3 separate regions of the Mus musculus genome follow, and all the other regions are linked to region 2. Evidence: chromatin contacts called from public HiChIP or PLAC-seq data. All regions are on one chromosome and are shown on one strand. The core of a region is the stretch at or near the end of the contact, and the rest is flanking DNA. Distances in the headings are between cores, read along the strand shown. Region 1 overlaps Myo16 (myosin XVI). Region 2 holds the start of 4833411C07Rik (RIKEN cDNA 4833411C07 gene). Region 3 overlaps Myo16 (myosin XVI).

Evidence for each region. HiChIP or PLAC-seq counts read pairs in DNA pulled down with a chosen protein or histone mark.
Region 1: an H3K4me3 HiChIP or PLAC-seq map of bone marrow-derived macrophages shows a contact between it and region 2, with 5 times the contacts expected there. The contact joins the enhancer-like site here to the promoter of 4833411C07Rik in region 2. A contact is called at or near these places in 1 of 15 datasets of contacts at CTCF or cohesin (the NIH/3T3 cell line), 6 of 484 Hi-C or Micro-C datasets (3T3-L1-derived adipocytes, bone marrow-derived macrophages, embryonic stem cells and 1 more) and 5 of 115 datasets of contacts at active chromatin or transcription factors (bone marrow-derived macrophages, embryonic basal ganglia, embryonic limb bud and 2 more).
Region 3: an H3K27ac HiChIP or PLAC-seq map of extraembryonic endoderm stem cells shows a contact between it and region 2, with 4 times the contacts expected there. The contact joins the enhancer-like site here to the promoter of 4833411C07Rik in region 2. A contact is called at or near these places in 2 of 484 Hi-C or Micro-C datasets (bone marrow-derived macrophages and nephron progenitors) and 4 of 115 datasets of contacts at active chromatin or transcription factors (bone marrow-derived macrophages, embryonic limb bud, embryonic stem cells and 1 more).

What each region holds. Positions count from the first base shown.
Region 1 is chr8:10,594,360-10,597,808 of GRCm38.p6, reverse strand. Myo16 (myosin XVI) reads right to left here. Exons shown (of 35, transcript NM_001319151.1): 33 at 2,868-3,026. Among named protein-coding and RNA genes, the nearest start is that of Gm32330, 77 kb to the left of the region's middle. Within about 2 kb of position 1,263, at least 4 of the 459 cell types and tissues checked have an H3K27ac peak or open chromatin away from gene starts, as enhancers often do. A contact at or near this core is called in bone marrow-derived macrophages and hepatocytes, where this site is marked.
Region 2 is chr8:10,897,867-10,901,241 of GRCm38.p6, reverse strand. 4833411C07Rik (RIKEN cDNA 4833411C07 gene) reads right to left here and starts at 1,320. Exons shown (of 3, transcript NR_102285.1): 1 at 1,091-1,320; 2 at 736-977. Gm2814 (predicted gene 2814) reads left to right here and starts at 691. Exons shown (of 2, transcript NR_166616.1): 1 at 691-899; 2 at 2,013-3,073.
Region 3 is chr8:10,627,510-10,631,238 of GRCm38.p6, reverse strand. All of the region lies in intron 34 of Myo16 (myosin XVI), which reads right to left. Among named protein-coding and RNA genes, the nearest start is that of Gm32330, 44 kb to the left of the region's middle. Within about 2 kb of position 1,423, at least 48 of the 459 cell types and tissues checked have an H3K27ac peak or open chromatin away from gene starts, as enhancers often do. A contact at or near this core is called in extraembryonic endoderm stem cells, where this site is marked.

The DNA.
Region 1 (3,449 bases), core at 14-2,513, 300 kb after region 2:
TTGCATCGGGTTTGGAGTTTGAACCCGGGCAGTATGACACTATGCTAAAGGGTGTGGTGTTCCAGAATATCTGATGTCATCTTCTGGCCTCCCTGGGTACTTTCACACATGTGGTATCCCCATCCCCCAACCCCACTTACAAGATAAAACAAAATAAAATCGAATAAAATCTTGTTCTTCTCTCGAGGTTCTGTGGTAATAAGCAAGCCACAGGCTACATGTGTGGAAATGGCTCTGTAACACTGAGGACTGGATTTTTCTGGCTCTCTACCTAGCAATTAGTGGTTCATTTGCAAGTAGTAGTGTTTCTTCAATGGGCACATGCTTATTGAGACTCTAACACACAGGTCCTGGAACTGCATTGATATGAGAAAATACCATGGGCCAGGAAGTCATGGTGCTTGTAAAAATTCATCAGCTTCCACCAGTCAATCTGCCTTGAGAGATTTGAGTCACCTTGATTGAATCTACCTACGACCATTTCCTAAGTTGTAACTTTTATGTTTTGATGATTTTTTAAAAACAAAACAGATGAAATATTTGGTTAAAGAGTTACCTTGCTTCCTCCTTCTCTAATGTATTTGTTGTTTGATCTGCAGGACTGTGACTACTCAAAGTCAAGCACATGGGGCGCTCCCTGGAAGCCCAAGTCCTCCCCAAGACAGCTCTGCTTCTGGTGAGGGACTCAGCCTTCTCTCTCCTGGGATCTCCTTACTGGGATGTTTTAGAAGACCCTTAGCAGATCCAAAATAATCCCCGTTTGTTGTATTAACTCTCAAAATTGGGAGAAGGGAGAGTAACTCCTCACATGACAATAGATAATGAGACATCTGCTCACTAGTTTGGAGAGTGCTAAATTTATTTTAAGCTTTATGGATTATGAATTAAGTGTACAGAGCATCTGTTCTCAGTGCTTGTATTGACACTGCTCATGTCTGGGTTATACAGGAAGAGTTTGCTGGGCTCTATAACAAACCAAGTTGGGCCGATGCCTGGATGCTTTCACAAGGGCTGGGAAACTAGCACACGTTTCTATGGTTAATCACCACCTCTTTCTCCAGAACCCCACCACCTTTCCCACTGAGCTGGGTGCATGCCCCCATCATTTCCTCCAATCCCATGTGGTTTTCTGTAGAGACTACCTGCCTATTGCCCACCTAAACAACTCTCTGGTCAAATTCAACATCACCCTGTATGGGCTTTGCTGTGATGTGTGTTCCATTTTCTGTTGGGCAGTCAAGTTCCCATTCAGATGGAATTTCTGCTTTTATTCACTTCCTCTAAGGCACGTGTCTCTCTGCGCTGACCTTTTAAGCTCTTATGAGTAAACTGTGACTGCCAATTCAGTTCTGTCTCTGATTTTTCCATCTGAGTTTTGTGCTCATAGGTCTTATAAGTCTTCATTGTGTGCTGTGTCTTTTGGTTTGTGATCATATTAACCGGCCTAGTCTTTTATTGTCCTTTGGAACAGATTTACATAGGTTTTCCCCAGGAGCCTAAGGATGTTATGGCCTCAGCCCAACTTGGAGATTCAGAGGAGCCTTAGCTAACCCATGGTCCTGGTTCTAGTACAACTGATTCTGTGATGGCTACATCTCAGTTCCACCCCCCTCAGTGGCCTTAGTGAATCCTGGACTTAGTCTGCTATCAGAGAATTAGGCTTTTCCAGTGTTCCCAAGGTCCCCAGGAGGAGAGCCTAAGATTTAGGCTGCCTTGCTGGGCTAGTGTGGCTGTCATGGTTGCTTTTGACATCAGCGTGAATGGATGTAGCATCACTTAGGATGGTGATTCTATTAAGGCTTAAGAGAGGAAGGATGACATACCCTGAATGTGGGTGACACTCTGTTCTGGAGCTAAATAAGAAGGAAAAATTATTAAGCCAGCCAAGGACCAGCAGACATCTCTCCCTCTCATCCTGGCTGCTGTAACAATGGAACCAGCCACCTCACCTCCCACTACCAATGGCTTCCATGGCATGGTGGGCTGTATCTTCTCCAACCGTAAGCTGCCATAAAGTCTTCTCTCCTTAGTCAGGCTTTCATGGAAGCAAAGGAAACAATAAAGAGAATTGTGGCCTCTGGTCCCTAACTCAGCCTTTGACTATTAGCTCTCTGGCCACCTTTTTCAGAGTAAGCAGAGATGCCTCATAGGGCTCTTCTGGGCACCCTCAGGAAAGAAGAGCTGGATTTTCCCATCAGTCACTACTAAATCCATATCAGGGAAAACATCTGTTTGCATAGACCCGGATGTAGCAGCCCAGCTGGTTTCTAAGTGATAGTCACCTGATAACCTAAAGCCAGTCTGCCCTCTGAAGGCCCTCAGTATGACGTCCTCTCACATTCTTAGCTGTGTGAAAACATTTAATTCTACAACGTTGGTTGGACATTCATGTTCTCCCCAGCACAAGAAGCACCTTCTGCTGCTTCCTGCAGAGCGGCATCCCACCAAACCTCCGAAAGGTCATCATACTGAGAGTGAGTTACTCTCTTCTGCCTGAGCGGTAGGATGCTGACAGTGATGCCCAAGGCAGAGCTTTGCAGCTTACATTCTATCTCCAGCTATTAAACTTACTTTTTTTTTTACATTTTAGAGAGTTATTTACTTATTTTCTGTATATGAGCACCCTGTAGCTGTCCTCAGACATACCAGAAGAAGGCATCTGATCCCATTAGAGATGGTTGTAAGCCACCATGTAGTTGCTGGGAATTTAATTCAGGACCTCTGAAAGAGCAGTCAGTGCTCTTAACGACTGAGCCATCTCTCCGGCCCAAGCCTACTTCATTTTTAACTGTTAAATATACTCTTCCTCCAAAGTACATGTGGCTTAAAACTTTGGCCTGCTGGCTCTTGCATTTAGAGAGGCTCACCATTGGTGACAGGATTTCCATTTTCAGCCGTCACATCGCTAGACAGGGAACTGGAGAGTTGAGTCCCATGGTTGTTGGCGTTTCTGTCTTGAGTCTCTGAAGCCATTTCTGATGAACTGGGTTCATCCCGGCTACTCAGGTTCATGTTAGTTTCAAAACCTAAAATAAATTTTAGAAAGTTTATTCTTATCTGATAAGATGTACTTCAAATCTGAGTAAAACACTGGAAGAGACTAATTAAACATTAATCATGCTTAAAACAAATGCCCCAAAATCCTTAGTGAAATCTGTAGCCTAGGTAGCAGTCAACAGAAGTTGTCATGGTACCCTTAAATACAAGCCTGGGAAAGCAACTTGTAATTTGCTATTTCTAAATAACCTAGTCCAAGTTTCTGGTTTGTATCCAAGAGTTGGTTATAATGTTTCCCATGCTGAACAGGTAATGAATTTTTTTTTTGTGCCCAATCTATTTACATTTGGTGTAACAAGCTTATAGCTCTGAAAAAAAATGCATGTTGAACAAGACTGCAAAACCTGTATTGTCTGTTACAATTATAGAAACTAAACTTCAAACGCACTAAG
Region 2 (3,375 bases), core at 71-2,570:
AAGGAACTTGGAAGCACATTTGTGTGCACCTAACCCTTTATCACAGCACATGGTTCATTTGTCTGCAAATTTCTTCCAGTTTCATGTCTCAAGGAAGTTCTCTTTGAGTTGGGTTTCTGGTTATTTGAGAAGTTCCACCAGCTGACCATGGTACTTTCCAGACCTCACAGGAGAATCTTTCTGGTAGGGTTTATAAGGTTCTTGCCTTGATACTTGGACAAACTGCCTGGCGAAGCAACTTTAGGAAGCAAAGATTTGCTGTGGTTGACAGTTTCAGAGTCAGTCCACGCTGGTGAATAGCTCCTGGGCCCGGTGAGGTGAGGCAGCTATAAGCTGCATGCACAGTAAGAAACCAGGGAAGTCTTCCTTCTTTCTCTCTTTCTTTCTTTCTCTCTCTCTTTCTTTCTCTCTCTCTCTCTTTCTCTCTCTCTCTCTCTTTCTTCCTTCCTTCCTTCCTTCCTTCCTTCCTTCCTTCCTTTCTTCCTCCTCTCCTCTCCTCTCCTCTCCTCTCCCCTCCCCTCCCCTCCTCCCCTCCCCTCCCCCCCTCCCCTCCCCTCCCCTCCCCTCCCCTCCCCTCCCCTCCCCTCCCCTCCCCTCCCCTCCCCTCCCCTCCCTCCCTCCCTCCCTCCCTCCCTCCCTCCCTCCCTCCCTCCCTCCTCTCTCTCTCTCTCTCTCTTTCTTTCTTTCTTTCTTTCTTTCTCGTCTGATACCCATACTGAGCATGGATCTTCTCACCTCGATTAACCTGATATAGAAACTGTCTCCGTGACATGCTCAGAGGTCTGTTTCCATGGCGATTAAAAATCTCATCGAATTGACAATTAAGATTGACTTCCACCGAGTAAATGAACTCAGGAGACGTGGCTCAGAACCTCCGTCCCGGCTGTGGCCTGATTGAGGTGGGTGCTCTCTCTGCTAGGTCTCTCCCCACTGTGGCCTTGGTCACCTCCTGTCCCTCCTTGCTTATCCGCCATAGTCTGTGGGAGTGAATAAGGAAAGTTAGTAATAGCTAACAGACTGATTTATTTTTTTCTAGAAACAGACCACCAATCAGCTATAATTAAAACCAAACAAGACTCACTATATTTACCGTTATTTTTTAGAATCTCTGATGACTTTTCTTCGCATCAGCAGCAATGTTCCCTCTGTCAGTTGCCAGAGGCCAGCCCACGTGCTGTGTCACAGGCAGAGGTCTGCGTGGCTTCCCGGTTTTCCTTAGCCTGCCGCTTTCCCCAAAGACAGAAGAGCGTAAAAAAAAATCGTCAGAAAGTGAGGAAGGGCCATTCCCCTGCTACCTGGAATGGCTGCTGTCCTATTTCTGGAGACTTGGATAGGGACACCAGTGCACAGAGAAAACAGAGGCAGTTACATAATCACGGCCGGACCAAACAAACAAACATGTCAGACCGTTGCTTTTTCGGTGTTTGTGGGGACCTATTGCGCAATCCAGATTCATTGCGCTGACCTTGCAGCTAGCGAGTGAAAATCCCACTGAAAACAAACCAGCCAGGGTTGAGCTGAGGGAGGACAGGCGAGCAAGGGGAGGGGAGGGGAGGTCATACAGTAAACAAGCTCCTGACCCCACCTAGCCTTCCTCCTCCCAAAGTGTCTGGAAAAATAAATGATGCTTCCAAGATTACAAACCTAGGAGCTTACACTCGGGGGTGGGGGTGGGGGCACGGAGGACACACACACGTGGCGGGGGACATGAAAGACATCATGGGGAAAGGAAGTCCAGGTCAACAATAGGAGAGAATCAAAACAAACCAAACAAAACACGTGGGTGGTTGACGGTGTTAAACAATAAATGAAGGGAAGCAGTGTCTTTGGTCCCCACCCCCAGCCTTGGCCCATCTGAGCACTCTCTCCCCCAGGAGCCGGAGTCCTGGGAACGCTAATGCGAAGCACAGTGAGCTGGTACCCTGTGTTTCCTTTGCGTCTGAACAGCACAGACTGCTATCAGGCTATGAAAAGAACTAGTCTGTCAATATGTCCTTGTTTTTCTCTACCAGGAAGGAACACTTTCAGAAACCCAAAGGACCACAGCTGCCTTTTGTCATCACGCCTCTGGGAACCCAGACTTTGGAACCCACAGCCTCTTGGGGGAGGGGGCACAGGCAGCTTAGCCTGTCTGACCTCCTGCTGTGGTCCACAGCACCCTGCTTGGATGGGTTTCCTTGAAGCCCACAAGTCCCCGTCCTGAGAATACATCAGGCAGAAGAAACAGTTGACTCTGCACCACTCGGAGGAACACACACTTCTTCGGCTCAGTAAGAGATTTAAGCCGTGGTGGTGGCTACACCGAGAAACCCTGTCTCGAAAACAAAACAAAACAAAACAAAACAAAACAAAACAAGAGAGAGATTTAAGACAAGGTGATAGGCCACACAGGAGATCTAGGCCACCTCATGATCCCTTTTCTGGAGCTGTATGACTGACATCTCTCATACTTGGACAGCCACATTACCCAGGACTTATAACTCTCCTGGGAGTTTGGGGGCAGAGGTGAGCAAAAGCTGCTCTGTCTCAGTGTGGGGCGAGGAGGAAAGCAATGAAACCCTAGTCTGCCTTCTGCCATTGGCCCCGTCTACGAGGTACCCTTTCACCTCAGCCTTCATAGCTTAAAGAAAGGAAGGAAGAATTGGTGACAAGCTGTTGTGTGTTCTCACTACCTGGAGTGGACCAATTAATTGTTCAAGGCTCCTAAAATTATGTAAGAAAAAAATACAAACCCCACCCCTCCACATGCACACACACATACACGTGCACACACATGCTCACACACCCACACACATGCACACACATGTGTGCATGCAAACACACATGCATGTGCACTCACATGCTCACACACATGCACATACATGTGCATGCATACACACACGCATGTGCATACACATGTTCATACACTCACACACATGCACACACACACATGAGTACACACACACACACATGCACATACACATGCAAGTGCACACATACACACATACACACATCAATTTAGTGATTTAAATGCATGCTAAATAAATGACAGTATTTATTCTTTATAAAAACCCTTTAAATACAGACTAAAAGGAAAAACAATGGAAAAGAATCATTTGGTATATTTCCCCCACATATATTGCCTTCTTACTTGTCTGTACACATTTTAACTTTGGCCAAGAAGTCTGTCCCCCCTGCCCCCGCCCCCGCTTACTGCTCATCAGGCAGCATCCTCAGGCACAACAGTCATGAGGGCAAATGTTCTTCATGGGATAACTACTGTGAGACATGGTGGCTCTGACAGTGTGTCACGCTCACATGGGCCTTAGAAAGGACAGTAGACCACTGTCAGAGCCACAGCGAGCTATTTCTGGAGATGTAATCCACTTATCCTTA
Region 3 (3,729 bases), core at 174-2,673, 270 kb after region 2:
CAGGCACTTATTTAAGCTACAGTCAGGGTCTGGTAAGTGTGTGACATCCATGTGACTCTTCATGGGTACATTTTAAAATCCCTCTGCTCTCCTCTGCTAATGTGAGATCCCACTGAGGCCAGTCTCCTGTGTTCTGAATTTTCCCACATTCAGGATACAGCATGGGGTAGGCAGAGGTGCTTTTCTTCAAGAGTGTGGACACTGGTAGTTTCTGCACTAGCCCAAGTGTATGATCCCAGCTCCTCCCTGCATCTCAGCAGCACTAACTGGACTAAATGGCTCAAACCAACCAACCAACTAACCAACCAACCAAACATCCAAACAACCAAACCAAATCAAACATTTAGAAGGACATGCAGTTAGAGGGAGGTATGATAGAGATTCTGGATCCTCAGAGGACCTAGAAGACAAGAATGAGGGTTGGATATGATCAAGATACAGTGTATCCATGTATGAAATTTTCAAAGAATGAATACAAAACTAAAGGAAGAATGTCATTGGGAAGAGAGGCCCCTTGGTCTTGCAAACTTTATATGCCTCAGTACAGGGGAACACCAGGGCCAAGAAGTGGGAGTGGGTGGGTAGGGGAGTGTGTGTGTGGGTTTAATGGGGGGACTTTTGGGATAGCATTTGAAATGTAAATGAAGAAAATACCTAATTAAAAAATATTGAAAAAAAAAAAAAGGATGTGCTGATATCCAAAGGGCCTATGATAGGAGCAGACACTTACTTCTTAATAGGAATACTGGAGGCTGGGAGAGCAAAGAAACATGAATGGAATTACTGAGAGCCAATCCAGCTCTCTGTCTGACAGAGCTAGCCTTCAAAACACAGAGTGAAGTAAAGACGGTGCACAAACAAAAAGTGTCCTCAGATATCGTGCATAGACAGAGACTCAAAAGGAAGGTTTCCCTTTATATAGGGAGAGAGTGATCTCAGATGGGGAAAAAAAAGTAAAATTTAAGGTTTAGGAACTCTGTAATTAGCAAGCCTGCAGGTAAACATCAATTAGATGCTTGGAACGTCCCCTAGACGGTAAGTCTCACACAAAACACACAAGGCTGCCAACTGTAACTGCACAAGCTGGAGGGATTAAGGAAAGGTTAAAGCCTGAGCTCTAGAAATATCAGGAAAGTGATAGAAGTAATAAAATATGCTAGAATGTAATGAGTCAAGCATGCGTGTCCCACCCGCTAGCCAAACCACTAAAGGAACAGAAACAATGTTTAAGCTAGGAATTAAAACAAGAGAAAGTGCATAGCAAACACTCAGTTTAACTGAAGAAAGCCAGGTGAGACAAGCCTGTAACAGAGACCTGTTCCTAACAAAGAGTAAATTCGAAACCCAGACAAAGGAACTCCAGCCTCCACTCTGCAGATGGCACTGGGCTCCCCACTGGCTGTGCCCTCCTTCTCTCTGCAACAGACACAAACACCCCTCTACATTTCCACTGCAGCATGGACTCTGCAGCATTGTCTAGGACAACTAAAAAGATGCCAGATGTGGCCCTCCATTTAAACTCCAAAAGGCACAGCTTTGAAGTCAGCATCACACTGACCTGAGCACAGAGGTGCCTGTCTCTAGGAAGCTGCTGATCTCAGTGAGACTTGGCAGGGAATTTGACAGAAAACATCTCAAATCTCTCGAGTCATGGTGTCTTCTCCTGTGCATTCCTCTGTGTGTGTGTGCCTGTGTGCGTGTGTGTGAACCTTGGGCATTGTTTCTCAGATACCATCTTGTTTGTTTTTCAAGGCAGAGTATCTCACTGATCTGGACTTCCCCAAGAAGGCTAGGCAGCTGCATGGATACAAGTGTGTCTATCTTTCCAGAACCAGGGTTTACAAGCAGGTGCTGTCTGTACAAGATTTTTTTGTTTGTTGGTGGGTTTTTGTTTTGTTTTGGGTAGGTTCTGGCACTTGAACTCAGCTCATGTTGTTTTCATAGTAAATGCTTTGCTGACTGATCTCCCCACCTTGCTTTTCTTTCTGGAAAACCAAAACTAAAAAAACCACTACTCCCCGATCAAAAAACAAACAAACAAAAAAACAAACAAAAAAAAACAATAACAACAACAACAAAAAAAAAAAAACAAAAAAAACCTTTTCTCTCTTTTGAGAGCTTTGCTGTATTTACTAGAAATAGTCAAATTCCCAAGTACATTATAAAATGTGAAGCTTATGCACACAAACCATTAGCAAGCCCTCTTAATGAGGGTGTCGAAGGCTTGCAATACTGAAGGGCGTCCAGAGGAATGGAATCAACCAGCAAAGAGCTTTCCGTGGTTCCCCAATAAGTGAAACTCTGACTGATGGTTTCGATAATCAGCCTGAGCTCAGAATAAACCCTTTCTTTGGAGAATACCACAGCACATTCCTCAGATTCTATTTTAGAGATTAGCCCTGATTAAGGGAAATTTATTAGGCGTAAAAGGAGAAGTGCCGGACTTGCACAAAAGGGACGCCAGAATACCAGCATTATTGTTCTTCATTAAAAAAATAAGCACGTGCACAGGTATGTCTAAATGGAAGTTAGACATTCTATATCTGACGCAGAGAGGTTTTAAGATCACGATTTTCAGAGGCTTGTCCCAAAAGGAAAACACTATGGGGCTAATAACATTTAATTTGCTTCATTTAGATCTATTAAATTTATTAGATTGCAAAACTCAAGTAAGATGGTCTCAGAGGTGATAAAAGGGGCTTTGGTATCTCTGAATAACAAGCCAGTACCATTATGTTACTCTGGTGTGGTCCAGTACAGTGTAAACAAGAAGCATTTCAAATACCACATGGTGTCATAGAAACACCTGCACCAGTGTCTGTCCTCTTTTGTGATCTTATGATGTATTGGTAACAATAACACATCAATTATTTGATTGTCGTTTGCTATTTCCAAGTAAACCAAATGTTATCATTAAGAGGTAAAACTTATTCTGGTAACAAAATGATCATTTTGCTTCTGAAAGGGAAACATTTATTTCATTTTAGGGAAAGAAGAAGTCACAGGAGGCCACGGGCCCTGCCACATCTCAGCTCAGGGTCTGCTGGCTTCACACCAGGTGGAATTCACCCATCTATAAGACAGAGGTCACCCTACTTCATCTTCCTCTTTGGAAGGTTGCACAGAACTGTCATTAGCATTGACAGACAGGAGGCAACTGTTATACCAAGGCATAGACAGAGACACCATTAAACCTTTGGAGCCCATGGATCGGTCCTCTGCTCTATACACAGCTCGTGGCCTGATTTGAGGAGATTCCATGGACGCCTTTCTGTGATACCCACAGTGTAGACAGAGCAGCTAGGCAAGAGAGATCTGTTTTCCTATCACTCTGCTTTTAACCATCTGTGTTGGTGAGGTTGCCATGGTAGAAGGCTTGCAGAGGGTCTGTGTGTTGAATGGGGATGACCAGCTGAGCAACAGGAAAAGGGAAATAACGCAGACTATAACTGTGACCCTGAACTTCACTCCTTACAGGGACCTTAAAGACATGGTAGATGTGGAACTGGAGCTGAGCTAGGCCTGAAGGTCTGCCCTATGGAGAGCAGCACTGGGCTAGATGTTCAATGTGGCCCTAGATCTTGGTCATAGAATATAGCTCACAATCATTTAACCAGTAAGAACCAGTCGAGGGGTGGGTGACTGACATGTGAGAACAGGCATGAAGGAGGAGTAGCTGTGGAGGCTTCACGTTGACTTGATGACGTCCCCTAGAATTGCTGAAGGAGT